Linked DNA regions of Mus musculus: region 1 is linked to region 2. A link is a contact called in public Hi-C data. All regions are on one chromosome and are shown on one strand. Each heading gives the region's core, a stretch centred on a gene start, on an enhancer-like site or on the middle of the called end of the contact. The rest is flanking DNA. Distances are from core to core; before and after follow the strand shown. Region 1 has its middle 27 kb from the start of Gm26395. Region 2 overlaps Fars2 (phenylalanine-tRNA synthetase 2 (mitochondrial)).

What was found. A called contact is a pair of places that touch in the nucleus more often than the background predicts.
Region 1: a contact with region 2 is called in a Hi-C map of the N1E-115 cell line, with 10 times the contacts expected there. The contact joins two enhancer-like sites. A contact is called at or near these places in 1 of 15 datasets of contacts at CTCF or cohesin (the NIH/3T3 cell line), 5 of 484 Hi-C or Micro-C datasets (the N1E-115 cell line, cerebral cortex, embryonic stem cells and 2 more), 2 of 115 datasets of contacts at active chromatin or transcription factors (the NIH/3T3 cell line and embryonic basal ganglia) and 1 of 9 other capture datasets (embryonic stem cells).

Annotation. Positions count from the first base shown.
Region 1 is chr13:36,679,244-36,682,583 of GRCm38.p6, forward strand. No RefSeq gene overlaps it. Among named protein-coding and RNA genes, the nearest start is that of Gm26395, 27 kb to the left of the region's middle. Within about 2 kb of position 1,623, at least 4 of the 459 cell types and tissues checked have an H3K27ac peak or open chromatin away from gene starts, as enhancers often do. A contact at or near this core is called in the N1E-115 cell line, where this site is marked.
Region 2 is chr13:36,281,626-36,284,573 of GRCm38.p6, forward strand. The region is part of intron 4 of Fars2 (phenylalanine-tRNA synthetase 2 (mitochondrial)); the gene reads left to right. Among named protein-coding and RNA genes, the nearest start is that of Gm40912, 75 kb to the left of the region's middle. Within about 2 kb of position 1,391, at least 85 of the 459 cell types and tissues checked have an H3K27ac peak or open chromatin away from gene starts, as enhancers often do. A contact at or near this core is called in the N1E-115 cell line, where this site is marked.

The sequences.
Region 1 (3,340 bases), core at 373-2,872, 400 kb after region 2:
CAATATCTGGCTGGGAGAATGGTGCCCAGCTTCCTGCCTATCACAGAGTAGACAAGAAAAAGTGACTCCTTCAATGCATATTTGGAATTACACCAATCCAAAGAAAAATTACACCAATTGTCAGAGCACAAGACAAGTTCTCTCATATACAGTTTGTGGATGAGTTTTATGCAAACCAAAGACAGGGTGCACCCAAGTCCACCTGTCAGCTGAGTCACATCCCCCCTTCTTCAAGTCAAGGCCGCTTACAGCTAGATAACCAAACAGTGGTGAGTCTGCCCAAGCAGGAAACACTTCAAAGGCTTCACAGACATGTGACATTTTGTCCCAATTCTGTCTTTCTCTTAGTCCTCTCTGAATGGCAGACTTTGGAATCAAATCCCAATTCTGCCACTCAACATTTGAGCATTCTTAATGAGCTTCAGTTTCCCTATCTACAAAAGCAGGAAAGCAATGGGCTCCAGCTCTTTGAGTGGTTGTAAGGATTAAATGATCAGTCCAATAAAAATGTTTGAGCATTGCCTGGCTCATAGAATTCATCGCACATGTTAGCTGTGGTTATTATTCCAGACATTTTTGGACTTGGTCATCTTAGCATAGTTCTGTATTCTACTGAATCTAACAGGGGCAGGGGATGTTTAGCAGGAAGGATGGGCAGGAAACTGATGGAAAGCTGGAGATGAAGGGGATGAATAAAATCTAAAAATGTATGGAAAAAAAGTCAGAAGGAAACATGATGATGGGTAAGCTCATGATGACTGGTAAGCTAATTAGCAAGGAAACAAGGAAAACGGAAACTTAAACGGAATTGCACAGCATGGATAATGCCCTACTTAAATGCCTGCTCTCATAAATAATAGACTGTTAGACGAACATCTCAGTAACAGGCACAGGGTACCTCTTTCTGAGTTAACCACTCTATGAGTTAATCAGAGAGGCCTAATCAAATTGAGTTGCAGACATTAAAGAGAATGAACCATCTCTTTTTGTAGATCTGCAGGTCTACTGATGTAGATTGATCTTCAAACTGTAAGAAATGCAATTAACAAAGGAACTACAAATGCATTTTTGTTTAAATGTACATAGTATGTTTCTTGCTGGAAGCCACATGCATGGTGGTGGGAGGGGCACTAGGTGAGAGGTTGAGAAGCTGAACTTTAACAATGTGGTTTAGCTATTCAGTGTTTGGATACATGAAACATATTCCTTATATGAATAAATAAGTATGTTATTAAGACCACAGAAGAGGGGCTGGAGAGATGGGTCAGTGGTTAAGAGCTCTGGCTGACTGCTTTTGAAGAGGACCCTGGTTTGGTTCCCAGAACCTACATCAGTCAGTTCATGATCTATACTCCAGTTCCAGGGAACTCAATGCCATCTTCTGGCCTTAACAGGCATTTACATGCACATGTTGTACATTGCACATAAAAACTCAACATGTTACATACATACATAAATGCACACACATATGCCTATAAATTAAAACACCAACAATAATAAAAATAAAACTTTAAAACCATAGAAGAAAAAAAATGGACACATCTCAAGGGAATATATGTACTTGCTCAAGTGCACAGACATCTTCTTGTGTCCCTTTCCTGTGATTGCTGTGGGATTGCACTGGCCCACAGTCCAAGTCTGATATCATTCAGTAACTTGCACAACAGGACGTGGTTAGTCAGAAGCATAGGAAAGTAATGAGAAACAAACTGATCAGGAACATAAACATTACTCTTACTCTACACACATGCATCAAAAGATGCCTCACAAGATCTGACATGGCATCCTCCTGGTCCTCATTCTTTATAGCATGTGAAAAATACATGACATTAAACAGGAGTCATGTAGTGATGTTTCTCGCCAGTTTGCCTTTTACTTATTTGGTCTGGCAGGGTTTCCTCATACCAACAGCGGAACCTGGTTATTCATGAAATCAATAAATCGCTCTGCTGGTCACCTAGCACATCACCGATCCCGCAGGTGAGAAGCAGTCCCCACTGAAAATTAACGTCAACATCAGGGCGCATCTGATTTTTTTATTTGGGACTTTTCTGTAAAATCACTTCTTTTCAACCTTTCCAATTCAGTCCATCCTAATAACATATAATATGTCACTTCTGATGGCTGGTCACAGGTTCTGCTAATTTGACCTGCTTCTGCTGGTTAGAATGCCTGCTTGTTTCCATCAGTGCTTCCTAATGTACAGATGGAATTTAGTTCATGCCATGCAGCCATTATTTAATCACATTGTCCCAAACATACCCGGTACACTTGATAACAATCTAGCCAGCTGTTTTTATTTGATAGGTTGGTAGAAAAACATGTAAACTTCATCTTTGTTTAAATGTCTTCTGTTTACCTTGCAGTGCATTATTTATGACAAAGATCTATAACCCTTTCTCTTTCCTGGCCATTTGGAAATGAAACAACAAAATCATATAAATAACCCCATTTTGCCTACTTTAATACCATAATGAGTAGTTAAACTCCAAATGTCTGTGATTACACAATCCATTTGAAACCACACAGCAGGCGGGCTTCTTTGTAGTTTGTTAATCAAGACTTATGTAATTCATTTAAAGAAGAAATCACAGGTTAATTATTAAATGGAAAAGACAATCATTTTAAGATTGTAGCTAACAGCACATGGCACAGTTTGGTTATCTATAAAGATATTTCTTTACTCTCAGTTACTTTGCCTGTAATTTGATTTTTTTTAAGTGTCAAAAATTGTGCTAAAATTTCTAAAGGATGTTCTTCGAGATTTTACATTCCTTCTCAAACAGTTTTGAGAAGGAAAAGCACTCGTGCCAGGCTATCCCAAAGGATACAGGAACATGACTCGACTAGAGGCAATCTGGGACATCTGCATGGTGAAGGTCACCCACCTCATCTTCCTCCACTCTCTGCCTCATAACCCACAGAACATACAGTGGTCCCTTGTGAAACTATAGAGTGTGTTTAGTGCCCTTCTGAATTTGATTTTTCATAATTGCTGACCATTTAGTAATGACATGACAAGTATTATTAAGCACAGGTAGGTCCTAAGACACTTGATGTGTGAGCAAATAACAATTGTCATTGATACTACTTGGAAAACAACAAAAACAAAAAACCAACTCTTGCTGCTAATAAGAAAACAAGCCAGTTCTCATCCAGAAGGGTCATCAGACTCTGTGACCAAAATGGAGTCAGCTGGAATGTCTACTTGAGGGCAGAGCTGATGCCATAGAAATGAGACAAAGATGGATGTCATCAACCCCGAGCTTCCCAATGAAGTGTCCCATTCCCTGAGGATCCTCAGGCACACCCATGTCTGAACTTACTGTGAACCTTCCCC
Region 2 (2,948 bases), core at 141-2,640:
TGAACTCAGAGCTGAGCTAGTATTTTAAGTTGTAAATGTAGATTGCCTTCATTTGTTTAAGAGGATTAGAAGTAATATTTAGTGTATTTTTCTCTGAAATTTTATTTTTATGATAATTAGGTTCTTAGAGATTCAGAAGTGAAATGTTTCTGTACTGTTTATTTTGTACAGCGCTGTGTAAATACAAATTTGTGTTTGTTCAAACTAAATTTGAAAGTAAAGTCTAAAACTACGGTTATGACTTTAAATCTAAAATAACAAGTTTTTTCTTTTGACCTGAGTGTTCTAAAACATGTACTAATCAGTGAGCTCGTGTAGACATGAGAGACTGTGAGTGCAAAGGCAGATTCATTTTTTCTTTTTTAATTCTTTAATTTGTGCTTATGATACGCAATCAGCACTCTGAATTTTCCCAAGCTCTTTCTCGAGCTGTTTCTAATAATAGCCAAGGTACTGGTGAGTGGCTGTGTAGAAGACTGTTCTATTTACAGCAGCCTCATTGTTGTTATCTGGATCTCTCTTGTTCCTCTTGCTGATCAGTAAGTGCCTTTTAAGTTAGAGTTTTCTAAGAGTGCATTGTAACAGAAGTGAACCTCAGCGGGAGGTTTCCAAACTGGAGAGCCTTACCTAGACACAGCAGCAGAGGGCGCTCGGTCCCTCTTTTCACGATAACAGAGCCTATAGCAACCATCTCTCTTTTGAGCAGCTAAGCAGGAATTGTTCATATTAATTAAGTTTTTCGAAGATCTTGTTCTGTGATCTGGAGCTAGGTGCCTTAGAGTAAAATAGGTCTTATTTCAGTCTTGGGAAAACGGAGTAAAACAGGGAATTTCCTGAAACTCTGCAGGAGGAATAAAAACGCATATACTAATGAGTGAGATTTCAATGAAACTCAGTGAATCCTTCTCTTTCCTTTCCATAGTCTGGCTAATGCGCAAAACATCCATTTTCTTAAGAAGACCCAAATGAAAACCCCAGGAATTTGCATTTCCTCTTGAATAGTTTCCTTAATGAAAGGTGTTTGAGACATAGGGTTTAAACAAATCAGTGACTTGAAACATTGTGGCACCTACTTGAAATTTAAACCTTTTTATTAGATAGCTAGTGCCTCTTTGCTTTTAGCCAACAAAGACCCGTAAGAAAAAGAAAATGAAAAAATAAATAGCATTTCTGGACCCCTATTGCCTAGTGCAGGCGGATTATATTCCCTGTGATCTTGTTCGCTCATATTATGTGGTGATTAGAGCCAGGCTTCAATCAGCTGAAAGATTCCCCAAGGCAGGGTCTTGTCCCACCAGTGCACATGGCATGCCCCGTCTGACACCAGGGCAACTTGAGAATTGAGCCAGAGATGCTGCAGTTTGGTGTAGCAGATGCACACTGGTGGTTGCCATGGAGATTGCTAATACTGCTGAAACTCAAAGAAAGGGCACTTGCCACAGCTCAGGAGCCTGTGTGAAAGTGAGTGAAAAGCAAGTGGAATTCAGAATAGGGCCTCAGCTACTTGTCCCACATGGAGTTTTAATTTCCTTTCCTTTCCTCTTCCTTTTTCAGAATCTAGATTGAAAACAGGGCAAGTCATAAGGCAGGCTGGAGCCCTCGGAGCTCTCTGCAGCCTGACATATCCTTGGGATAAGTGTATATTAACAAGCAGGCATGACTAATAGGATTGGGGTTGGGGGCTGGGCTGGCGTGTGGCAATCCTTCTGGAGCCTCTGGTCTGCTTGTCACTGGGGCTTACTAGGCACCTTGGGATTTGTCTGCAGCATATGTGCTGCTGTTAATGATTGAAAAATTACCACAACAATTAGTCACGGATCACTGAAGGCAGGGCCCCAAATGTGATGGACAATGTGATTAAATCCATGTATGTGACAATTAACTCTCCTGCAGGTTTATCCATCCAGGGAACGTGCCCTAGGGGTGAGAGCAGAGTGGGTTGAGACGATGGGGAAGCGTGGTGTTAGAAAGGAATAGGGGAGGTGAACGCCACAGACGAGACTGATGCAGCTGGCACTATTGGTTTTTAATCTGATCCGGAATTAATCACGGTTTGATTAATCCTGGCTTTATTGCACCTTTCTATTGCCCATTTATTTATTTCTGCCTCAATTTGATGGAGGTGTGACTGATTAAATTCTGCTCATTCCATGTTTTTGAATTTTTTAAATTTGGCTCTCCATTGAACACAGTGTTCTAGGTGGTCCAAAGTCCAATTATCTTGTAAGAGCTTAACAGGCACCAGACACAGCATGTCGTGAATCCCCCCATGTATCACAGCTGAGTGACTCAGAATAAATATTTGTTTGTTCAGTAATCTGCCAAGCAAAAGAAGCCTGTGATGTCAATATGCTTGGTTATTTGGAAGAAATAAGATTCCCCACCTCCCAACTTTGGTAATAAGAGTAACACAAACCAAGAAAATTTTGTGCAGAAAGGAAGAAAAATATTTGTATGAACTTATCTTCAAATACATTTTTGTAGCATAACAAGGTCAAGTTATGCTTGTCACTTATAGCTGTGGCTGTACATTGCTTTTTAAACCACATGCTCTGTTCTTTCTTTAGATGATTCTTTGTTATCCATGTTGCTTATGAAACACTGCACTGTAATAATGCCTAGGAGGCTGTGACACAGAGCAGCCCAAGCAGAGCCTGTTGCTTTGTTGTACCTCCGGGGCCTGGGATGTGCTGTGTTGCTTTGTATCTCCTGGGCCTCAGATGTGCTGCTGGGTGGCAGGTGGCTTGCCCCATTCAGAAGACATGGGAAATTACATGGTCTACTTATGGTGTTGCTTCATTTTTCTAATAGAATTTGGGAGAACAATTTTTATACCCCCTACCTCCCACCCCAGACTCTATTGGGTTGTCTTCTTATCTGCATTTTAGCATGACCTAACCACATATGTAAACTAGAACATTTGTTTGTGGTGTGGGCCATAGTAACTT